Regions from separate parts of the Mus musculus genome. Here all the other regions are linked to region 3. Evidence: chromatin contacts called from public HiChIP or PLAC-seq and capture Hi-C data. All regions are on one chromosome and are shown on one strand. Each heading gives the region's core, a stretch centred on a gene start, on an enhancer-like site or on the middle of the called end of the contact. The rest is flanking DNA. Distances are from core to core; before and after follow the strand shown. Region 1 holds the start of Scara5 (scavenger receptor class A, member 5). Region 2 overlaps Nuggc (nuclear GTPase, germinal center associated). Region 3 holds the start of Pbk (PDZ binding kinase).

What was found. HiChIP or PLAC-seq counts read pairs in DNA pulled down with a chosen protein or histone mark. Capture Hi-C pulls out chosen DNA fragments and counts their contacts.
Region 1: a capture Hi-C map of embryonic stem cells shows a contact between it and region 3, with 4 times the contacts expected there. The contact joins the promoter of Scara5 here to the promoter of Pbk in region 3. A contact is called at or near these places in 16 of 39 promoter capture datasets (the C10 cell line, HPC-7-derived erythroid cells, cancer-associated fibroblasts and 10 more), 1 of 15 datasets of contacts at CTCF or cohesin (embryonic stem cells), 18 of 484 Hi-C or Micro-C datasets (the N1E-115 cell line, embryonic stem cells, muscle stem cells and 8 more), 15 of 115 datasets of contacts at active chromatin or transcription factors (bone marrow-derived macrophages, craniofacial prominence, embryonic limb bud and 5 more) and 4 of 9 other capture datasets (adipose tissue, embryonic stem cells, liver and 1 more).
Region 2: a contact with region 3 is called in an H3K4me3 HiChIP or PLAC-seq map of the SCID.adh cell line, with 15 read pairs. The contact joins the enhancer-like site here to the promoter of Pbk in region 3. A contact is called at or near these places in 5 of 39 promoter capture datasets (cranial neural crest, embryonic stem cells, liver and 1 more), 1 of 484 Hi-C or Micro-C datasets (the G1E-ER4 cell line) and 8 of 115 datasets of contacts at active chromatin or transcription factors (the SCID.adh cell line, acute myeloid leukemia, embryonic stem cells and 1 more).

What each region holds. Positions count from the first base shown.
Region 1 is chr14:65,665,128-65,669,072 of GRCm38.p6, forward strand. It overlaps Scara5 (scavenger receptor class A, member 5), which reads left to right and starts at 1,276. Exons shown (of 9, transcript NM_028903.2): 1 at 1,276-1,619.
Region 2 is chr14:65,627,923-65,631,692 of GRCm38.p6, forward strand. The region is part of intron 12 of Nuggc (nuclear GTPase, germinal center associated); the gene reads left to right. Among named protein-coding and RNA genes, the nearest start is that of Gm30245, 11 kb to the left of the region's middle. Within about 2 kb of position 2,454, at least 28 of the 459 cell types and tissues checked have an H3K27ac peak or open chromatin away from gene starts, as enhancers often do. A contact at or near this core is called in the G1E-ER4 cell line and the SCID.adh cell line, where this site is marked.
Region 3 is chr14:65,804,289-65,808,380 of GRCm38.p6, forward strand. Pbk (PDZ binding kinase) reads left to right here and starts at 1,623. Exons shown (of 8, transcript NM_023209.2): 1 at 1,623-1,846.

The DNA.
Region 1 (3,945 bases), core at 26-2,525, 140 kb before region 3:
AGTTAGGAGGGTGGTCCCTGAAGATGACTAAAGCTCTTCTAAGTAGTCAGCTGAGGGTTGGCAGCTGTACTGTGGGGTGGGCAGAGTTGAGTTTGGCAGACTCTCCTGTTAGAAATCTGACCTTGAAACCCTGTTCTTGTGTTTAGCCAACAAACAGGAACTTATTTATGAATGCTAGCTTCTGCACACTTCGGTCCAGACCCATCATCTGATCTATCTAGTTGTGGCTCACACTGGGTTCTTGGGGGAGGGAGGGAGGGAGGGTATGTCTCTCTGATAGTCTTTCTCTTCCCACTGTTCTCATCTGAATTCATTGCTTCTTTAACACCTGCTTGAATCTCTTTTTAATCCTTCCAATTTGTGTTTAATTTTATTGTGTGTATCTGTATGTGTGTACATGTGTACAAGTGTATGGGGGGAGGGGACTGAAGTCAAATTCTGATGTCGTTCTATATTGAGGGTTTTTAATACAGAGTTCCCTTGCTGGTCTGGAACTCACCAAACAAGCTAGCTTTCCAGCCAGTGAGCCCAGCAATCGTCCTGTCCACAGCTCCCCAGCACTGGAGTCACAGTGTGTGCCACCACGCCATCTTTTTTTATGTGGGGGCTGGGGATCGAGCTCGGGTCCTGCTTGAGAGGTCAGGGTCCTGTGGATTCCACTATCGCCCACCCTAGTGTATCTCCTTTTTAAAAAAAAAAAAAACAAGGTAATTGTTTGTGTTGAGGTTTCCAGTCCTTTGAGGTCCAGTCAGACTTCCAACCAGAGGGCTTCTCCCAGGCCCGTTCTCTCGTGCCTCATGCAGTCTTTGTGCTCCACAGACACTGGCATTGTTACTGAATTGTGTTGATCTTGACTTCGGAAGTTCTTTCAGAGCCCACCACCCCCACCCCAGACTTTATTCTAAATAGCACCAGTGTGTGAATTGTCCAAGTCCTTTGGGAGTGGATGTAACTTCAGGAAATGCCAAATTTGCTGAATGAATTGAGAAACGCCAGTTCCGTGCTACAATAAATTTTACAAGACTTGCTTCCTTGGGTGTGTCACAAACCAGGTCTAGCCGCCATTTTCTCAGAAGCTGTCCAAAAAGTATTTTGAGCAAGGCCTTTAACACAATCACTGAGTCCCAAAGCCAAGGGCTGGAATGCTGTGCAGAGAGTTGTAAGTCTGAGGATGGCCACAAGGGGGCAGGCGTAGTCCAAACTCCCTCTAGAAGTTGCTTTTAGAACTTTTTTTTTTTTTTAAATAAAGACTGGAGGTTGGAGCACCTCCCACCCAGTCAGTACCTAGCAGAGCTGTGGGTGACTCCACAGAATATCTCCGGATCGCTTTCTGAGGCTGACCGACGCTGCACCAAGACAAGGAGTCCCACGTGCAGACCTGTTATTCAGCCACTTTGTTGAACGGATCCTCCCATAGAAGTGACTCTGTGGCCCTGGCCTAAATCACTAGGTGACCCTGAAGACTCTTTCTATATGACTCCATCTGGATTTGGCTGGCTGTGGGTACAAGCTTCAAGGGACTTTCTGGGTCTTCGTGGGGCAGCAGTCAGCTCTCTGGCTACCATGGCAATCGCTGGGAACTGAAGGGACAGGGCCCAGCCTCAGCACGGGGCATACAGGTGAGTTTTGACATTTTGACCTAGAAGCTTGGGGTAATGGTGTCCCAAGGGCAGATGGAGGAAGCGGTGTGCTGGTGAAGCTGAGAGTTGGGAAGTCCTGCTGACAGAGGACCTGGAGTTGCAGGCCTCCAGGTGGGAGGGTACGAGGGATCTGAGCCTGTAGACACACAGGGGCCCCAGGACTCAGTTACTAGAGCTGTAGTGTGTGAGCCCGCATCCAGATGCCAGAGGGATGCTATGGCTTCAGTGGCATCTCTGGCTGTCTTATGTCACAGCTCCAGAGCCTATTCAGGGAGTAAATGCATGTGCACAGTATGCAGTGCGCATGGGCGCATGTGTGGGTGCATGCATGGGTGCATGTGCATGCATTGTGCGTGGGCATGTGTATGTGTGTAAACACACCAGGGTGGGACAAATGAAGCAGGAGGTTATTAGTGAAGCATCTGGGCCTCTCTAACTGTGAGTTGGGACCCGGTGAACTGATGAATCCAGTTAGAAAAATAACAGGTTTAAGACCTATCTAGTAACTTTTTCTTGGGGGCCAAATTTGCAGTGACTTTATTTGGTTTAAATGAGTTTTAGAACCCAGGCAGTCCAAAGAGAAGCTGTAAGCCCTGCCAAGTGAGAGACCAGAGTCCACGGAAAAAGATTCAGAGTCGCAAGTGAGGCCCCTGATCTAGCTCCCTGCCTCAGCAGGAGTTTAGCCCTTTTGGTGCTCCCAGAGAAACTTCCAGAACCAGGGTTCAAACCTCAGTCTTAAGCCACTTTTGAGGTTGCTTTTTTGTGAAGGGAACCCCCACACAACTTCATTTCTGGGACTTTTTGAGCAATGGGGAGTCCTCAGGACTCTGAGATCCCCATCTGCTGAGGAAGAAAGAATTTTACAGTCTTTGACTGTCCCCTGTCTTGCATGGCTTTGAAAGGTCCTCGCTCCTGTATCAGCTCACATGATGCTCACTGTGTCCTCTTCGCTTCCCCCTTCCCAGGGAGGTGTTCCGCAGAGTGGACTTCACATCACAGGTCAGCAAAGTAGAACACCTTCCCAAACTGAGAGATAATAAAAGGAGCCCTTGTGCCGTGAGCTCCCTCCCTCCGGCACCTGTGCAGAGGGTTCGAGGGTGTCCCAGGGCAGCTGTCAGATGACTCTGGAAGCAATGCTCATCCCCTATTCTCACCCTTTGTGGGGAATGACTCATAACAACCCCTGGGTGGCTTCCTTCTGATTAGCAAAGCTGAAGTCCAGGCTCCTTGAGCACCAGGGGACCTGGGGTTCCACCCATGTGACCCAGGTTTCCCTTCAAGCCTTCTCCTCTGCTCATGCCCTTACAGATGTGCACTAGCTGCCCCTCTGGTGTGCCTAGTGCAGCTCCTGTTACAGCGGCCCTGAAGGTGGCCACTGAAAGTAACAGACATACATATATACCTTTGATACAGCAGCCCATGATGGAGTCAGTGCTGTGTGTGGAGACCCCTGAACCATCCATCTAATTACTGCCTCGTTGACTCTTTATTTCCAGTATTATCATTCTTGCCTCTTTGGTCTTGGTTAGGTTATCTTTAAACCAGAAATGCCAAAATGATTGATCTGCCTTCCTGCCTTGCTCATAGTGCTCCCAGGAAGTGCTCCCAGGAAGTGCTCCCAGGAGGTTTTGGGGTGTTGGGGGGCAATCAGTCTGAGGCCCAAGGGGCGTCTCCAATGCACCAGCAGCTTCCGTGATCACCACTACTCTAGAAGATCAGCTGTGACGTGCCTGAGAGCACAAACTGAGTCTATAGATGGTAGAAGAGGATCTCAGAGTTCAGAACCTGCTCTGGACTCTGAGAGGAGAAAACAGAACCCCACATAAAACTAGGGCAGGCAGAACGTGCTTACATTTTGTTTCCACGTAGTAAAGAATTGACCATTTCCAAAGTCATCCCTCTCACATCTGGACCTGCTCCGTCCCGGCCCCTTCCTCTAGGCCATTGCTCAGTCCATCCAGGCAGTGGGGAGAATGGCTAGGAGGAGTTGCTGGTGGACACATTCTAGGTCCCAGGGGTCTGGAGTTGATCAGGAGGGAAGGAAGGTGGCATGAAAGAGGTTCTGGGGACCTCTGGCTACAGCCCCAGTTGCCTTTGGCAGAGCAACAGTTATCACAGGCTGCAGAGACAGTGGCCTCCAGCTTTGTAGCTTCTTAAGACTGAGGCCAGAGGGGAAGGACCACACACATCCTGAGACCAGGGAGGATCCCCTATATGTGAGTAGAGCTGGAGCCATCCTGTGCCCCACCTAGAGGTCCTTGCTGGGCGGAGGGCTTGGATGGAGACCAGTTAGGAGATTAGCAGA
Region 2 (3,770 bases), core at 1,204-3,703, 180 kb before region 3:
CATACTCTGCCTGAGCAGGAGTAAGTTAAGATGGCCCCAGGGTTGTCTCACACTCTGCCTGAGCAGAGTGTAAGTTAGGAAGGCCCCAGGGTTGTCTCACACTCTGCCTAAGCAGGAGTAAGTTAGGAAGGTCCCAGGGTTGTCTAATACTCTGCCTGAGCAGAGTGTAAGTTAGGAAGGCCCCAGGGTTGTCTCACACTCTGCCTAAGCAGGAGTAAGTTAGGAAGGTCCCAGGGTTGTCTAATTCTCTGCCTGAGCAGAGTGTAAGTTAGGAAGGCCCCAGGGTTGTCTCACAATCTGCCTGTTATGTATTATGAGGGCCCCAGAGTTGTCTCACACTGTCTGAGCAGAGTGTAAGTTAGGAAGGTCCCTGGGTTGTCTCACAGTCTGCTTGTCTAACTATAAGTTAGGAAGGCCCCTGGGTTGTCTCACACTCTGCTTCTGCAACTGTAAGTTAGGAAGGCCCCAGGGTTATATCACACTCTTTCTGAGCAAGAGAAAGTTAGGAAGGTTCCAAGGTTGTCTCACACTCTGCCTGAGCAGGAGTAAGTTAGCAGGGCCACAGGGTGACCCATCCAGCAGGTCCAGTTATTCGAGGGTCTTGAGGGGACCTTCTCCTAAGAACCAAATGGGGGGATAGAGAGAGACGAGGACCAAGTGTAAGAAAGACACATTCTGAGTGGCATCAAGGTCCCAACTGTATTCAGCAAGGCTCAAGGCTTAAATGCACAAGCAAAAGGGGAAGTACTTCTCACCAGGAGGAATGGGGCAGCAGAAATGCACCTCATCAGGAGGGATGTGTCAGCAGAAAAGGAAGTACTTCTCAGCAGGAGGGAATGGGCAGTGGAATAAGAGGAAGTACTTCTCAGCAGGAGGGATGGGGCAGTGGAAATTTTTCTTTTGGCGACTACACGGGGAAGCAGGAACCAGCGTACATCTTGAGGTCAGGACATCTGGCGCTGACTTAGGGCTGGAACAGTCTGTGGTTGTTCTCTGAGCGGTGCATATGTGGCCCGCTTTTGACCCCCCTTTCTTCTCAGGGGGAGAGGCCCAATTCAGAGATCAGGACAATAGTGTTTTCTTAACAGCTCCCAACAACAGGGTTGTCTCACACTCTGCCTTTGCAACCCTAAGTTAGGAAGGCCCCTGCGTTGTCTCACACACTGCCTGTGCAGGTGTAAGTTATAATGGCCAGTGGGTTGTCAAATACTCTGCCTGAGCAGAGTATAAGTTAGGAAGACCCCTGGGTTGTCTCACGTTCTGCCCATGCAGTTGTGAGTTAGGAAGGCCCCAGGGTTTTCTAACACTCTGCCTGTTCAACTGTAAGTTTGGAAGGACCCTAGGTTGTCTAATACTGTGCCTGAGCAGAGTATAAGTTAGGAACACCCCTGCATTATCTCACAATCTGCTTGAGCAGGAGTAACTTAGGAAGGCCCCTGTGTTATCTCATACTCTGCCTGTGCAGGTGTGAGTTAGGAAGGCCCCAGGGTTGTCTCACACTCTGCCTGTGCAACTGTAAGGTAGGAAGGCCCCAGGGTTGTTTCATACTCTGCCTGAGCAGGAGTAAGTTAGGAATGACTCTGGGTTGTCTCAAACTCTGCCTGAGCAGGAGTAAGTTAGGAAAGACCCAGGGTTGTCTCACACTCTGCCTGAGTAGGAGTAATTTAGGAAGGTCCCTGGGTTGTTTCACACTCTGCCTGTGCAGGTGTTAAGAAGCCCCCTGGGTTTTCTCACAGTCTGCCTGTGCAACTGTAAGTTAGGAAGGTCCCTGGGTTGTCTCACACTATGCATGTGCAGGAGTAAGTTAGGAAGACCCCAGGGTTTTCACACACTCTGCCTGTGCAGGTGTAAGTTAGGAAGGCCCCAGGGTTGTCTAATACTCTTCCTGATCAGAGTATAAGTTAGGAAGGCCCCTGAGCTGTCTCACACTATGCCTGTGTAGGAGTAAGTTAGGAAGGCCCCAGGTTTGTCTTACACTCTGCCTGTGCAGGTGTAAATTATGAAGGCCCCAGCATTGTCTTATTCTCTGCCTGAGCAGAGTATAAGTTAGGAAGGCCCCAGGTTTTCTCACACTCTGCCTGTTCAACTGTAAGTTAGGAAGGACCCTAGGTTGTCTAATAATCTGCCTGAGCAGAGTATAAGTTAGGAATGTCCCTGTGTTGTCTCATACTCTGCTTGAGCAGGAGTAAGTTAGGAAGGCCCCAAGGTTGTCTCACACTCTGCCTGAGCAGGAGTAAGTTAGGAAGGCCCCTTGGTTGTCTCACACTCTGCCTGAGCAGGAGTAAGTTAGAAAGGCCCCAAGGTTGTCTCACACTCTGCCTGAGCAGGAGTAAGTTAGGAAGGCCCAGGGTTGTCTCACACTCTGCCTGAGCAGGAGTAAGTTAAGAAGGCCCCAGGGTTTTCTCACACTCTGCCTGAGCAGAATATAATTTAGGAAGGCCCCTGGGTTGTCTCACACTCTGCCTATGCAACTGTAAGCTAGGAAGGCCCCGGGGTTGTCTCACACTCTGCCTGAGCAGGAGTAAATTAGGAAGGTCCCAGGGTTTTCTCATACTCTGCCTGAGCAGATTATAAGTTAGGAAGGCCCCTGGGTTGTCTCACTCTCTACCTGTGCATGTTTAAATTAGAAAGGCCCTTAGGTTGTCTACTACTTTGCCTGAGCAGAGTATAAATTAGGAAGGCCCCTGGGTTGTATGCAGTTGTGAGTTAGGAAGGTCCCAGGGTTTTCTCACACTCTGCCTGTTCAACTGTAAGTTAGGAAGGACCCTAGGTTGTCTAATACTCTGCCTGCGCAGAGTATAAGTTAGGAACACCCCAGCATTGTCTCACACTCTGCTTGAGCAGGAGTAAGTTAGGAAGGCCCCAGGGTTGTCTCACACTCTGCCTGATCAGGAATATGTTACATAGGCCCCTGGGTTGTCTCACACTCTACCTGAGCAGGATTAAGTTAGGAAGGCCCCAGGGTTGTCTCATACTCTACCTGAGCAGATCGTAAGTTAGGAAAACTTCTGGGTTGTCTCACAGTCTACCTGTGCAACTGTAAGTTAGGAAGGCCCCAGGGTTTTCTCACAATCTGCCTGTTTAGGTATTAGGACGGCCCCAGGGTTGTATCACCCTCTGTCTGAGGGAGTGTAAATTAGGAAGGTCCCTGGGTTGTCTCATAGTCTGCCTGTGCAACTGTAATTTAGGAAGTCCCCAGGGTTGTCTCACACTTTGCCTATGCAGGTGTAAGTTAATAAGGCCCCTGGGTTGTCTCACACTCTGTCTGAGCCGAGTGTAAGTTAGGAAGGCCCCAGGGTTGTCTCATACTCTGCCTGTGCAGGTGTAAGTAAGGATATATATATATTTTTTCTTTTTATGTCAAAAGAAGATATAAAGCCTTTAGTGTCTAGGAGGAGAAAATGACAACAAAAAGATGAAAAACATAACATTTAGGTAAAAGAGAAAGGAAGATTACTTTACCTGGACAGAGGTATTGAAAGGCAAAGGTGACAATACTTGGCATTTCTCCTGAGTCTTGAAAAAGATGGGATGTGTTTAAATAATGACTGGGTAGCTTGACTTATAGACAATCTAGTGGGCTACAGACAAGCCTTTGTTGTCTCAGAGATGGTCCTTAAAGTCTAACAGATGCCTTCATCTGTCCATGGACTCCCTTTGTGTCCTGGTCCATTGTAAAGTCAATGTTCCAATGCAAGGGAAAGAAGGGGACTTTGGAGGTCAGAGAGATTGTGAGGACACACAGGCAGATAACAGCTACTGATCCACTC
Region 3 (4,092 bases), core at 373-2,872:
AAAGAGGAGAGAACTTGTAAGTGAAAACATTTGAGAAACTGAATCATAGAAATAAAATAGGTATTAGTGCCAATGAGATTGTGAGACCCCGACTTAGAGCGTTTCTACCTGGAAGGTAAGGCCCCTGGACGTTCCCCAAACTTGTTTTCCCTGATCTCTAAAAATGCAGCCAGAAAGAAGCTCTTTGTTCTCTATAGCCAGCAAAACGCCTTTTTTGTTTTTGAGCCTTACAGCCAGAGATGCGATAATTGTAGGAAGACCTACAAGGACATGGAGATAGACGACGCTGGAGAGGAGGCTGCAGCTCATCACCCCCCCCCCCCCCCCCCCCCCCCCCCCCCCCCGCCAGAAAGAAAAGGAGCTGTAGCCAACTCTCCTCCCAACTCCTCCCAACTCTTCCCAACTCCTCCCAATTCCTCAGCTAGCCCCCTACTGTCACCACTCAGGGTCGAACTCCCCTGCCCTACATGGCAGAGGGACTTTGTCCTCAGCTAGCTGATAATAAAACCTCTTGCAGTTTGCATCAGGTGTGGTTTTCTCTCGGGCCACTGGGGTGCTGGCCAGCTCATCCCGGGACTTGAGCGGAGGCCCAGCTTCGGGGGTCTTACAAGATAATGTCAGTAGACAAATGAGTGTGTTAATGTATATAAACACATGAATACATACGTGTCATGCCACTGTGTGTACTTCTGTCTTCATAAAGAAGATGTCCCTATCTATCTGGCCTCAGACTGGTTGAATTTCTTTAACCGTTTGAAGAGGTCACAATGCGGCACAGAGCGTTCCTGTTGAGGAGGCCTCTTGGTGCTTCTTGTATTACATTGTATGTTTTCTTTTTTAAGGTATCACATGGTCTCTGAGCCACATAGTAGGTATGGGAATGTCTTCCTGTTCTCCTAAACTTAATTCATTTTTCTTGTAGAGAACACAGTAGATTATGTTATGCAGTGGGCACTCAAGTGCAGATACCTGACACCCAGTAGGTGCTCTGAAAATATTTGTTAAGTAGACTGTGGTAATTCCAAGAATTAACAAAACTGGGCCAGTGAGATGGCTCAATGAGGATAAGAGCTTGCTGCCAGAGCCTGGCCTTCTGATTTAGATCTCAGGAATCTAAGGAGGGAAGGAGGGAGCCAGTTTCTGCAGTTGTCCTCTGATCTTCCCATGTGGGTAGCAGAAACACACACACACACAAACACACTAACACAGCAATAATTTTTTAAGTTAGCAAAATTTCAAAATATTCTATATTTATTCTCAGCCTCAAATAATGAAAATCTACACATTTCTAATTAGTGTTTTAAGGACACATATATCTGCAATAAAACTTCCTAGTTGCATATTCTGAGCAGTGTTTGTAATTTGGGTAATTTGCCTTCAAAACAGATATATATTTTGTTTTTCCGCCAGCATCTGTCTGACACTTGCTATGTCTTTCTAGCCATCGCTCTGGAAGATTTCTTCTTTTAGGACTAAATCAAACCTGGAAACTCCAGTAAACCTGGGAGGACTGTGCGAACGCGTGAGTTTTGACCCTAGTGCCGCCCCGTAGTCTTCTGGCGGGACCTTTGAAAAAGCGTGCTTCTTACACACCGCGGCGGTTACTGCGAGTGTTGGCGGGAGGGAGCTGTTCCTGCATTTTCTGGAGCGAGTCTTCTGACTGCTTTTAGTTAGAACTCCAGTGCCCCTCGGCGGGCCGCGGCCTTTGAAAATGCGCGCGCCCTAAACGCTGCGGCGGTTACGCTGTTGGCGGGAGGGAGCTGAGCCTGCACTTTCCGGACTAGGTGTCCAGACAGCTTTGAGCCAGCCCGTCACTTTCACCTTTTTACCCGAGCGTGCGAGCGTGGTAAGGGAAAGCCTGGCCGACTCGAAGGTGGTTGGCAGACTGGGGGTCAGGGGTGGAGCATCGAGGACCTGAGGGGAGGGTCGCGGACGGGAGGGACGGGGACGAGAGGGAGGCTGCCTCCACTGGAGGACCTGGAGGAGATCTGCGGGGAAGAACAGCAAACTGAGGGTACACAGCGGCTAGGGGAGGACCCAGGGAGATAGTGGATGGAGAATAGGGGAACCCCTTGGAGCCATCGCACACCTCCAAGCCCCTGACCCTGAGCTCCTTTATCGCGGAAAGTTTGGGGGTTCAGGGAGAAAGTCACTCCCTTCCCCATGAAGGAGGAGGGGGGTGGGGGTGGGGGGAGGATTTCTCTGCTTTTAAGGTGAGGCCACAGTAGAAAAGTGGCCTGTGGTAGGGCAGTGACTCATTGGGTACAGTCTGTGCCCAGCATGCATGCAGCCCTGGGATCCATCTTCAGGACCCCAAAACCTGGAAGCAGTAGTGAGTGCCTGGGGTCCCAGTAACTAGGGAATGGAGACCAAAGAAAGGACAGGGAATATGGCTGTGGGTAGAGTTTTATACATGGGATTACTGGTATTAAAAAAAATATGTTTACATGCTTATATGAAAATTCATAGTGAAACTCGAAATCATGTAGAGTTAGCATATGCTAATAAAAAGATACTTTTGAAAAGCCAAGCAGTGCTAATATTATAAAGTTATGGGTGGGGGACGCTGGAGTCTTGATTCATTGGTTAGAGCCTGCAGGGCTTTTGCAAAGGCCCTGAGCTGGTTGCCAGCACCCATGTGGAGTGGCTCACAAACAACTACATGTCATTCCAGAGGAGGCCATCCTTCACTTCAGGCTCCTGTACTGTTGTGCATAGACCACCCACCCCTGCCACACACACATAGGTGATGGAAGGTGTATAATGAAAAGTCAAATCTTTTTTTTGTTTTGTTTTGTTTTTTCGAGATAGGGTTTCTCTGTGTAGCCCAGGCTGCCCTGGAACTCACTCTGTAGACCAGGCTGGCCTTGAACTTAGAAATTCACCTGCCTCTGACTGGAGTACTGGGATTAACGGTGTGCGCCACCACGCCCCTGGGAAAAGTCAAATCTTAAATAAGCAGTTCTCATGGTAACCAAGCATGTGACCTCAGTGCTTGGGGATTGAAGCAGGAGTATGTCGTGTTGGATGTCAGCTTGGTGTACACAGCCAGTTCAGGGTAGTCTAAGTAATGGGGAGACCCACATAAATGGGGCTTAGAAAGCCCATCAATAGATGCCCCAGCTCTGTCAGATGTGCCCTTTGAACCCCAAGCCTAAAGGTGATATGGGTTAAAGAAAGTATAGTTATTTAACAATTAATGCCTATGGAATGTATATGCAGATCTACGACAGTATAGACTAAGGCTCTATCTCAGCCAGGAAAGAAAAGTCCCATTAGACAACTGAGCTGGGCGGGACGTAGGATATTTTGGTACAAACAGGGTAAGTGGAAGAGAGGCATTTTTGAGTGTCCAGAATATGAGGGAATGCTGAAATGTTTAAGCCTAGGTATTTTTTTGTTGTTGTTGTTGTTTTGTTTTTTGTTTTTTTGAGACAGGGTTTCTCTGTGTAGCCCTGGCTGTCCTGGAACTCACTTTGTAGACCAGGCTGGCCTCGAACTCAGAAATCCACCTGCCTCTGCCTCCCAAGTCCTAGGATTAAAGGCGTGCTCCACCACTGCCCGGCTAAACCTAGGTATTTTAATCTTTGAAAAACACACTGTGCCCTTTGTATCCAGTCCTCAAGCTGTGGTGGCAAGGACAGTCTCCAGGCTGCTCTTTGCCAAGGATTTTGCACGAGACCCTTTCTCATCTAGCAGCCCAGCTTTAATCCCACTGCTGTAGATAAGCCCACAGGGTCATGTCTTCAGCTCTGTTCCAGATCTGTATTTGCCTGCCTGTTCGACCTTTCCACCAAGATGTCTAATAAAGCGTCCAAAAATGAGCTCCCAATCTCCAGAACCCTCTTTCGTTTTTTCATTTGTTTGTCGCCACAGTTAAGCCATCAGGAAATAATGGCCGTTTCTGGACAGCTCTAGACATGCGCCATCAATGGAATCTGTGTGTGGCTTTCTCTGTCTGGTTTCTTTCACCTGGCATGTTTTCCTGGCTCATTTGTGTTGTACAGTAGCAAGCTTGTTACTTTTTGCTCTGCATTCAGCATCTAGTGGGTACTTCTGTTGTCTGTCTGGACTATTAGAATAACGCTGCTT